2 separate regions of the Mus musculus genome follow, and region 1 is linked to region 2. The links are chromatin contacts, called in public HiChIP or PLAC-seq maps. All regions are on one chromosome and are shown on one strand. Each heading gives the region's core, a stretch centred on a gene start, on an enhancer-like site or on the middle of the called end of the contact. The rest is flanking DNA. Distances are from core to core; before and after follow the strand shown.

Region 1 (4,840 bases), core at 1,619-4,118, 1.8 Mb after region 2:
TATGTGATGTAAAGGTATTTTATTTTCAGCTATACATGGTTTATAAAATTTAAAAAAAAATTCTTCCAAACTCCTGCAGTTTTTCAAGAGACAAACTCTTTCCACAGACTTGGCTAAGCATATGCCATCACGACTATGAGACTCATTACTGTGAGTCAAAGCTCTCCGTTGAGCAGAATGCAATCGCTGGAATTGAATGAGTTCTTTCTGAAATGCCAGCCATGGACTACACATTTGTATAACTGCTTTTTACACAGAAAACCCCTTTCATTAAAGCCCAATGCTTATCAAGGTCATTGTGGAAGCTGTAATTTTAAAGCTCTAAAGGAAGAGTCTAGAAAGAAGTATCAAGAAAGAATTATCACGTTAAGTATCAAGAAAAATTAATTATCATGTTAAGGTTTATGGTCTATTAGTAACTGATTAGTCTCTATCACTTGATTTCAGAAACAAATAGGTTTTGTAGAACTAATCAGTCAGAATACTGAAGGAACCCTACTCTCTTACAGACGCACAAGGAAGCTGCTCACTTCCTGCCTTGAGATATCTGTTGATAAGTCTAAGGTCTAGCTACACTTGGGGACTCTGATTACAAAAGGGATCAGATATTGATGCGTACATATTTTGTGCCTTAAACATTTTAACAAAATATAACCATTTAGAATATTACAAGAGGTGATTGAGCCATTTCCAACTTTTTGATATATTTAAATTTCAAATATATATTTCAGATGCAATATAACACAACCAGAGTCGCTTTTAGCTAAATATGTATGATCGCCAAACACCAGTGCACATTAGTTTTAAAGAAAACAATAAGATACACAGAGATCCCCAAAGCTATTAGTTAAGCAAGAAGAAAATGTCCAAGTAAAAGTTTGCTATACTAATGTAAGCCAACTACATATTGTTGTCACCTCTGTCAAGAGATTCCAGAAAAGTAAAATTCCAGACTAATTTATCAAGGAAGAGATTTTCTAAGATACTAATCTAGGAATTATTACTTTTAAACAACCAGAAGTACTCATTTTCCTTAATTCTCAGCATCTTTGTATCTTTTCTGTTAAACCTTGCAAAGTCATTAGTGTGTGGTGAAACACAGATGTAATAGTATTATCACATACCTGCTGAGCAGAGGAATTGACGTCTTCTCAGCTTCTTTAATGTTGGGGTTTTAGTATCTCTGACCTCTCACAAAGCTGTCTCCACAACAGCTGCAATCCACTCAGGGACGTTCTTATTTTAAAAACTCTGGGCCTTTGAGAATTTCAATTCCTACTGCAACGCCCATGGTTCTTTGGTGCTTCTAAGAACTTCAACTCCACTCTTCTGCCTGCATTCCCCGGAGTCCTGTATAGAAATTTTTCTTGAAGTTGCTGCCTAGAGTTTAACTAGGTTGATATGAGTGGTAGAGGATGAGGAGGGCTGGTTTTCGTCCATCAAGGAAGGGGACCAGAGGCACCGCCTTTTAGCTGCTAAGAGCTCTTGTAGATGACTGTGGCCAGGAGGACAGCAGCAGAGGCAGCAGCAGCAACACAGTTGGGTCTCCCAGGCAGCCACGCAGCTGGGAGACGCTGTCCATCCCTTCCGGTGCTGAAGCGAGGGGAACCAGGACCCCTTAGTCTACTCCAGACCCTATACTCCTGCTAAGGCCTCTTCCAGACTTCTAGCTTTGCCGTTTCTCCGCCGTGTTTCATTTCTTGGGGATTAATGGTCTCTCCATCTTGATACCCTTATGTGTATACGCTGGCAACGTTTCCGGAGAGGCAGAAATCCGTGGGAAACAAATGCTGAGCCTCTTCTAAGTTCACAGCGGCTCTGAGTAGGTTTCCTAATGGTAGAAATGAAAAAAGAACGCACGAACACGGGCGCGCGCACAAGCGCGCACAGGGACGGGGGACAGAGAGAAAGAGACAGGGGAGAGAAGGGGGAGGAGGAGAGAAGCTGAGCACTGTGGAGACTGTAGAGGTGCTTTTGGGAAGCTCGTGGGTCCTTAATTACATAAGATGAGAAGGGCTATTTTGGAGGTCCCCCTGCGATCTTGCTTCCTAACCAGGGCGCGGACACGTTCACATTTTCGGAGCTCTAGATGGAATTCCGAGATGACAGAGTAAGGATGCTCAGTTCCCAGATACACAGACAGACTCTTGTCAGAAAATGCAGAAACCGTGAAAGGGCCAGGAAAAGGCTAGGGATACCTTTGTTTCCGAGAGGCTGTATCGCCGCGAAGAGCTTAGCCGTGGCCGGGAGCCCCAGACAGGGACAGCAGGGACAGGGAGGTTGGGTTCCAGCTCCCGCCCTCCCACCGCCTACAGCCCGGGTTCCCGCAGGGGCGGGGGCGTGTCGCCGCACAAAAGACTGGATGAGGGTAGTGGATCAGGTAGGCAGGGCTGTTATCCCTAAAAGGCTCCAGCAAGGCCTAGGCACCGGACCGAGACGTCCCCCGGGTTACTTAGCTCCGCGGTCAGGCTTCTGGTGGCTTCCAGTAGAGAAGCTTGCGGTGGAATTGGACGCGGGTTCGAGAAGGTGGCCCTGTAGGAGGCCGCCGAGGTTCCGCCGCCCACACAAGGCAACTGGTGCAGGCACGAATGGAGTGAGATGGGGGAACTGAAATACACAGAGTGAGAATGGGGCAATCTGCTTAACACGGCGTCTTTGCGGAGCTCTGAGTGACTGTGGTAAGGCTGAAGAGCGCCCCACAAACGCCAACCTGGGTAAGCGCCCAGCTCCAGCTGAAGAACTTGTGCAGCGCAGACTTGTGCACCCGGAGTTTGTTCCGACCGAGGGGGGCGTGCAGGCTTAGCGCAGGGACAACGCGTGGGCACGCAGTGCTGCTGGGTGCTCGCTCCTATCCACCTCCGGCTGCACTGGGAAAGTCGTGGAGTGATTGCACGAGCGTCTCCCGCTGGGTTTCCGCGCCCCTATGGCCGGAGCTGCGGCGCCCGCATTTTACGCAGTTCACTGGGCTGTAGGGTGGATGCGGGAGGCGACAGCACCGCCAAAGGCCTGGCGACTGCCCTGGGGGAAACTAAGGAGTTCTGGAGAAGTGCACTGAGCATCCTTCCTCCAGCACGAACCCTCCTTTCCCTGGTCTGGGGCCATTCCTTGCATTAGCTGCACCCCCTGGCTCGCGCTAGAAGAGGCCCCCAGTAAGTGTCGCCCTCGTTTCGGGATGCTTTGTGGAGCTACCCCTCACAGAAAAAGCTCAAGGGACCAGGCTCGCATCCACTTTCTCCACATCTGAATTTTGGAGTCCAAAGGTTGCCTAGTTGATGATGCGCTTCAGCACTCTGAGATAACACTACATAAGATGCAATTTAGCACTAGGAGCTAATTTTAAAAGAGCTGCTTTGTTTTCCGGTTCCTGGAGAAATAAATTCTCCAGTATTATTGTAAATTACGTTTCCCACTTCGTTCTACCAATGCAAACATGTGTTTCTGTTATCCATGCAAACAAATACGTCTTTCTCCAAATAAGTTAAAGTAGTTGCCCTATTTTTGGTTAGAGAATGAAAATGGCTTGTTTAAAGGCTGTGTTTGCCTGTTGTGGCCAACCCCTGAAAATAAATGGGTTTTCTTTGCTGTTTTGCATGCTTGTTTCAATTGATTCACGTAATTGTTTGAATCATTTTCTTTGTACATGTAGAAACATGAATCATACAGGAAATTAGCACAGCAAATAAAAGCCTTTAAGTGAAGCACCGAGATGTTGCTAATTGAAAACATATGCGCTTCATTATCCAACCACAGGGAGAGATTTCCCTTTGTAGAGCACAGATTCATGCTAATAACAGAGCCTCCCTCTCCATCCTCCCCTCCTCCCTCTCTCCTGCCACCCTCTCTTGCCACCAAGAAAAAAGAAAGGGTTGATTAATTTGAACTGTCAGACTAGCTGATTATGACAGTTTGATGTCTTTTTTTGTGAAGAAACAAACCTGTAGCACATTCCTCCTAGTCAACCTGTTCAAAGCATTGTGGGACAAAGATGATGAAGTGTATCACCGGATGCTACAAATGTATATAAATGAAGTGTAAATAAATAAAGTATAAATAAAACAGGGACAGATAGTCTGAGGTGAACTGAAGAGCTATTTTAAGTAAATTTTCTGTTGGATAAGATTTGTCCAAAAAATCATTTAAATCACTTTTATTCTTAAAGGTTACTTTTATTTTCTAAATGTTCTTATATAGAATGTATAAATAGAATACAGAAGGTAAGTTAGCACAACAACCTATGAAAAACAGGCAGTGACCAGAGTCCTCAACTGACCTAGTCAACACTCAATATAAAAAATTAGGTAGTGTTCAATTTAAAGTTTCAGTGCCTTCAGTTGAATTCTACTCTGTTTCTTTTTATTGTATCAAATACAACTAAAAATACCTATAGGCAAGTATGTCTGAAATGAAACAACTATCTTGATGTGTTCTGAGGACTTCCTAACGAAGTGGTGCTAGGGGGCACAGTCTTTGCTCATTTTCTGTGTAAGAACTGGTCGGGGGGGGGTGACTTTAATCAGCTCAGCTATTCTTTGTTGAAGATATTCTTTGTTGAGGCTTCATGTGTGCTTGGGGCTTCATGTGTGCTTGTGCTTGTAGCACTGAGCACAATTGGTTTCAGATAAAGGCAGATGCCTCACATTGACTAAGTACAAAACTCAGTCCAGTTTGCTTCTTGTTTGTGGATAGAATGGAGCAGAAGAAAAGTAGTCACCTAAACAGCCACTAGCAACATCCATGAGATCCCATCCCACACCACTTTGTTTTTATGTTTTCTCTTAAGTGATTCTGATGGCTGACTCACTTGAGAAAGAATTTTCTTTTCTGCCACTTAGAAAAGTTG
Region 2 (5,053 bases), core at 2,268-4,767:
TTTAATGCTCATTCTCTGAGTCTTGTGTGTCCTATTTCTCATACCCAGACCTCCAGACATGATTCTAACAATGAGCTATTTTCCCATGTTGGAATCTGGCAAGGTCTGTAACCTCCTCTAGCCTAGGCAGGATGGTTCAGACCTTAAGCCACTGAGGCGGGGCCACCTGCGGTGCAGCTCCTCTGATTCAGCTAGTTTCCTTTGATGTGACACTACCTACCACCTGCCAGTGGTGAGGCCAAACCAGTTCTCCGAGATTTTCAGGAGTTAACTGCAACCTGTGAATTTGGCGACTTACTGCTAAAAGGCTTTGCTGACAACTTGGCATCAAGACGCTAGAAACTTGGCGTGGCAGGGAATGTGTTTCTCCCTTTATAAGCACAGACTATTATTAAACATTTGAGCCTTGATCAGGAATTGTCTTGGCTCCATTTCTCTCTCGTCCACCTAGTTCCCCTCTCTTTTCAGCCCCGGTTTGCCTCCCAGGTGAAACCCAGTTCATGTGAGCCTCAGGTCGGTTTGCAACAAAGGTCACTGCAGGAGTTTGGAAGTGCAGGCACCCAGAGTAGTGTAATAGCACATATGGAGATAGGAGCATGACTTCTCCATGTCTGGCCCCTCCTTCTACTGTGGCACTTAAACCTCAGATAATGAGCATCCAAATTGGGATGGTATTCAATTCTTGATGGCAGACATGTTTACTTGTTCAGCCATTTTGCTAGCTGAAAGACTTTTATTTTTATTTTTATTTTTTTGGAATGCAGATTTTTTGGGGGGCTGTGTGTGTGTATTTATAAGCAAAAGAACTTCACAGTGTAATATGCAGGCACTTGTATTTGTTGCAGGTGCTCATTGAGCACATGGGTGTATTTAATGTTAATTGGTGATAGGTTTATACATGTGCTACACACATTGACTATAAATATTTCTGAACACAAGGTTTATAGTTATAGCTTTTATACTAAAATAAATAAAGATAATAGTTATTTTGATATATTGAGTTAGATAAATGTAATTAAAATAAACTTTACCTGACAGTTTTTACAGGTTTAATGCTGTTACTTAAAAAATGAAAAATTATATAACTTCATTTCTTTCATTTCTGGGTCATGGGTTTTTATATTTGTGCATATATATATATATATATATATATATGCTGAATTTTAAGTATCTGGTTGAGAACAAAGATGGGTAATGAGGAGAGGAGAGACTAGAAAAGAAGAGGCAGACTATCCTAAGATTTTAGCAAATTTGTAAAGTTATTTTGAAAATTTGTTAACTTTATACCCTGAATCATCCTGTGTAGATTTGCTTTTGTTACTTAAATTTGTATTCATGATGAAACTTTTTTTTTTTGCTGAGAATATAGAACAGTGGTTCTCACTGTTCCTAATGCTGTGATATTTTAATATAGTTTCTCATGTTGTGAGAACATGAGGTTATTTTCATTGCTCATATATGTAGTTTTGTAATCCTGTAAATCTTCAATTCATAACTAACATTGATACTTTTATGAATCATAAGTATCTGTGTTTTCTTATATTAGGTGATCCTGTGAAAGAGCAATTTGATGATGAAAGAACTCAGTGGGGAAACCCCCACTCAGCTCCCGATTCGGCGTGCACCCAAGAATCACGAATAGAACACAACACCTTGATGTAACAACAAGAGGTATTTTAATGGCGGAGCTCCGGGTTGAAACGTATCTCACACAGGAGACAGTGGATTCGACCACGAGGCTTGGAAGCTAGGGATTTTTATAGAAAAGGAGTGGGGCTGGGGGAGGAATTGGCGCGGTTTCACATGATTGGTCCATTTAAACATCAGCAGCCTGTAACATTTAACTTAGGTCAGAGGGGTGGGAGATAGGGAGGCGATGGGCCTGCCCGGGCATGTCCTGGTCTGTTCTGCTATGTTCTCAGCCCCAGGTTTCAAAGCTCACAAACAACTCTTTGGGCTATTTGACATACATTACATGAATTACAGTTTTATTTCCTTTCAATGACTAAATAGGTAATCAAATTATAGCTTGAATATCACTGGTATATAATCATACCTAGTATAACTATATGGATAGTTATAATATCTCAGATAGAATGTACTAAACAAGAATATAGAAAATAAAAATATGCAAATATACAGGAATTCTTTGGCATGTAGTAGCATGATTTAATGGGTTTAACTTCACGTTGGTATGAGAGCCATGCATATTCAGTAGAAATCGTATTTCAAATTCTGATTTTGGAGAAGACTAGTAATATTTGCTATGGTTGTGACACCAGATATTTCCTGCTTTCTGTCAAGTAGGTAATCATATGCGTACCTTATATTAATGACTTTATGTCATAGTCTTAGAACTATTGGCTGATGTTAGTCTTCTAAACTTTTAGATAAAGGAAATACATTTTTGACTTGAAATATTTTCATCTTATTTAGGGATTGCACAAATGTAGCCTGATAGTAATTCAAGAAGCATCTGCATTAGCTGTTAGAAATTTACACAGACTGAGGCAGGACAGAAAAACTTGGGGAGAAACTTACCTAGATTTAAATAGCTATTTTGTAATTCTTAAGTATTTACATTTTCTGTGTGCATGTGTCTATTTTCTTTCTGTGATTAGCAAGAATTATTTGCTTAATGTTGAAATGACAGCATTATAATTCTGGTAAATGCAAGTCATGTGAAGGTATATGTGCATTTTATATGCTTAAAATATCTGCTCTTTGCTTTGAGAGCTGACATGGTAGTTTCTGTAAATGCACACATACATATAGATATACACACATAAAGATCACATATATCCATACATACCACACATATACACATACATAAAACAGGCACACATACATATATATGCATACACACACACATATATACATATACACACATACCACATGCACACATATACATACAATATACACGTATTCTTACACACATATATTACATGGATACACACATCAATACCACACACACATATTTATATGCTGTATACACACATGCCTACCAGACACATACACATCTGTCTACATGCTACAAACATGTACATACTATATACATTCATTTATATCTACATTCCATGTACACACACACACACATACCTAGCACATACATATGCATTCTGCACACACATACATACTACGTACATACCAATGATATATAAGAATATATATATTACAAATGCACATGCCTACTATACACATATGCACACATACATACCATACATAGCACATACAAATAGATACCACATACATACTCATACAAGCCCTGACCTGTAGGACTTAAACAACAGGGTTCTTGAGGAAAGGGAGCTGCAACAACAAATTTGGGATCAGAAAACACAAAGGAAGGAGACAAGACAAAAATCCTGTTCAAGCCTCATTTTCTCTTGGGAAATGGAGTGTTTAAAAAGCTGAAAACTTCAGATAGTATTTGCTCAGGTACACAGGCCAGACCGGTGCTAGGTAACACATTAACATCAAAGGAATATTCTCATTGTAAAATGTCTGGAAAGGAATGCCCTCATTGTAAAAGGTACAGAAAGGAGTGCCCTCATTGTAAAAGGAAAGGAATGCCTTCATTGTAAAGGGAAAGGAGTGCCCTCATTGTAAAATGTCCGGAGTCAATTACAGAATGGAAGCAAGAAAGTGGAAGAAGCAGAAGAGTGTTAGATGATACCCAGGGACAAGATGGAGGGGGAGGAGATGCCAGTGGCTTCTGGGCCCAAACAGGTCCTCCTATTTTTGTATACAGAAACAAGGTGTACTTACAGAGTCTTAATCAGCTTGACCCTAGAGATTCCAAGGGGACTGTGCCTGTCTTAGATCAGAGAGTTTGCAAGGACAGTCACGCACAGAATGGTTTTACTCATTGTAGAGGGGTCTCCATCAACTTAGCAGGGTTCCATGTCTTAAGTTGCCATTCACACTAAGGGCAGCTTTCTCCTCTCAGTAGCCCATCACCGGCTAGCCAGTCCATCACACTGGAGAGGTGAAGGGCAAAGCATGAGTTGGGTTATTTTAAGGGCCATTTGTAAGAATGTCATCAAAATCATCTCCCAGATCTGACACTGCCAGCAAATGGTAATAGATCTCCAAGGTTTGGGCCTTAATTGCATCTATTTGTCCCTTCATAAAGGCCATAATTCTCTTAAAAACAAAAGGTCCTACTGATAGAATTAGTAAGCCAAGCACTGGGTTAAGAAAGGGGAAAAGGTAGGGCAGAATTCCATTCCAGGCACTCCACATGGGGTTATTGAAAAGTTCCTGACATCTCTTCTTCCAGTACCTGCAAGTTTCTTACAGAATAGCAGGTCCTGTAATACTTACAGACAATAAAACAAAGCTGGTTGATAGACCACCATAACAGTCATGCCAGGTTTCAATATATTAACACAATTGGAAAGTGTACAATCAATACAACTTACATTAAATACCGTGGAAGAATCAAAGTAATTTCAACATGACTAAACAATAACAGATCCAGAACCAAGCATTTCTCCAGTAGGAGCCAGAGAGGAGGCAGGACATCAATCAACCTCCTCCTGTCCCTAGGAGAGCTCTGAAACAGCTTACGTTCATTTTTCCTTCCTTTTCGCCAAAGCATTCCCAGATAGTGGGAGAGAACTGCTTTTCTCAAATCCTTTCTTTCATGTCCTGGGTGTAAACTATCTCTAGTCAGGGTCCTAAGACTAAAAGCACCTATGAGAACTACCTTCACTTCTCTAGATTTTACCATAGCTCTAAACACATACACAAAACATATTGTCCTTCTACAAGGTTTATTCACCACCTTAAGACCTTGGGCATGAACTCTATAGTCAGTCACACAACACCCAGAGGAAGTTCCAGGCTCTCTAATACACCCAGGATGATAGGATCAGAGCTGAGGAGGACACAACATCTGCCCAAATACTGGGAGTAACTAGGACCAGCAGGACCTAGGCACCTAGGAACTCCACCTGATCCTTCTGGTCTGAGCCAGTGCCCTGAGCAGACCTTGTGCACAAACTCCACAGCCAGTCCTATAATACCCAGAAAAAGTTTCACTCTCAGG

Evidence for each region. HiChIP or PLAC-seq counts read pairs in DNA pulled down with a chosen protein or histone mark.
Region 1: an H3K27ac HiChIP or PLAC-seq map of embryonic stem cells shows a contact between it and region 2, with 8 times the contacts expected there. The contact joins the promoter of Sntg1 here to the enhancer-like site in region 2. A contact is called at or near these places in 2 of 39 promoter capture datasets (cranial neural crest and hippocampal neurons) and 3 of 115 datasets of contacts at active chromatin or transcription factors (VIP interneurons, embryonic stem cells and epiblast stem cells).

The regions. Positions count from the first base shown.
Region 1 is chr1:9,297,009-9,301,848 of GRCm38.p6, forward strand. It overlaps Sntg1 (syntrophin, gamma 1), which reads right to left and starts at 2,869. Exons shown (of 20, transcript NM_001290393.1): 1 at 1,125-2,869.
Region 2 is chr1:7,499,039-7,504,091 of GRCm38.p6, forward strand. No RefSeq gene overlaps it. Among named protein-coding and RNA genes, the nearest start is that of Gm26901, 100 kb to the left of the region's middle. Within about 2 kb of position 3,518, at least 16 of the 459 cell types and tissues checked have an H3K27ac peak or open chromatin away from gene starts, as enhancers often do. A contact at or near this core is called in embryonic stem cells, where this site is marked.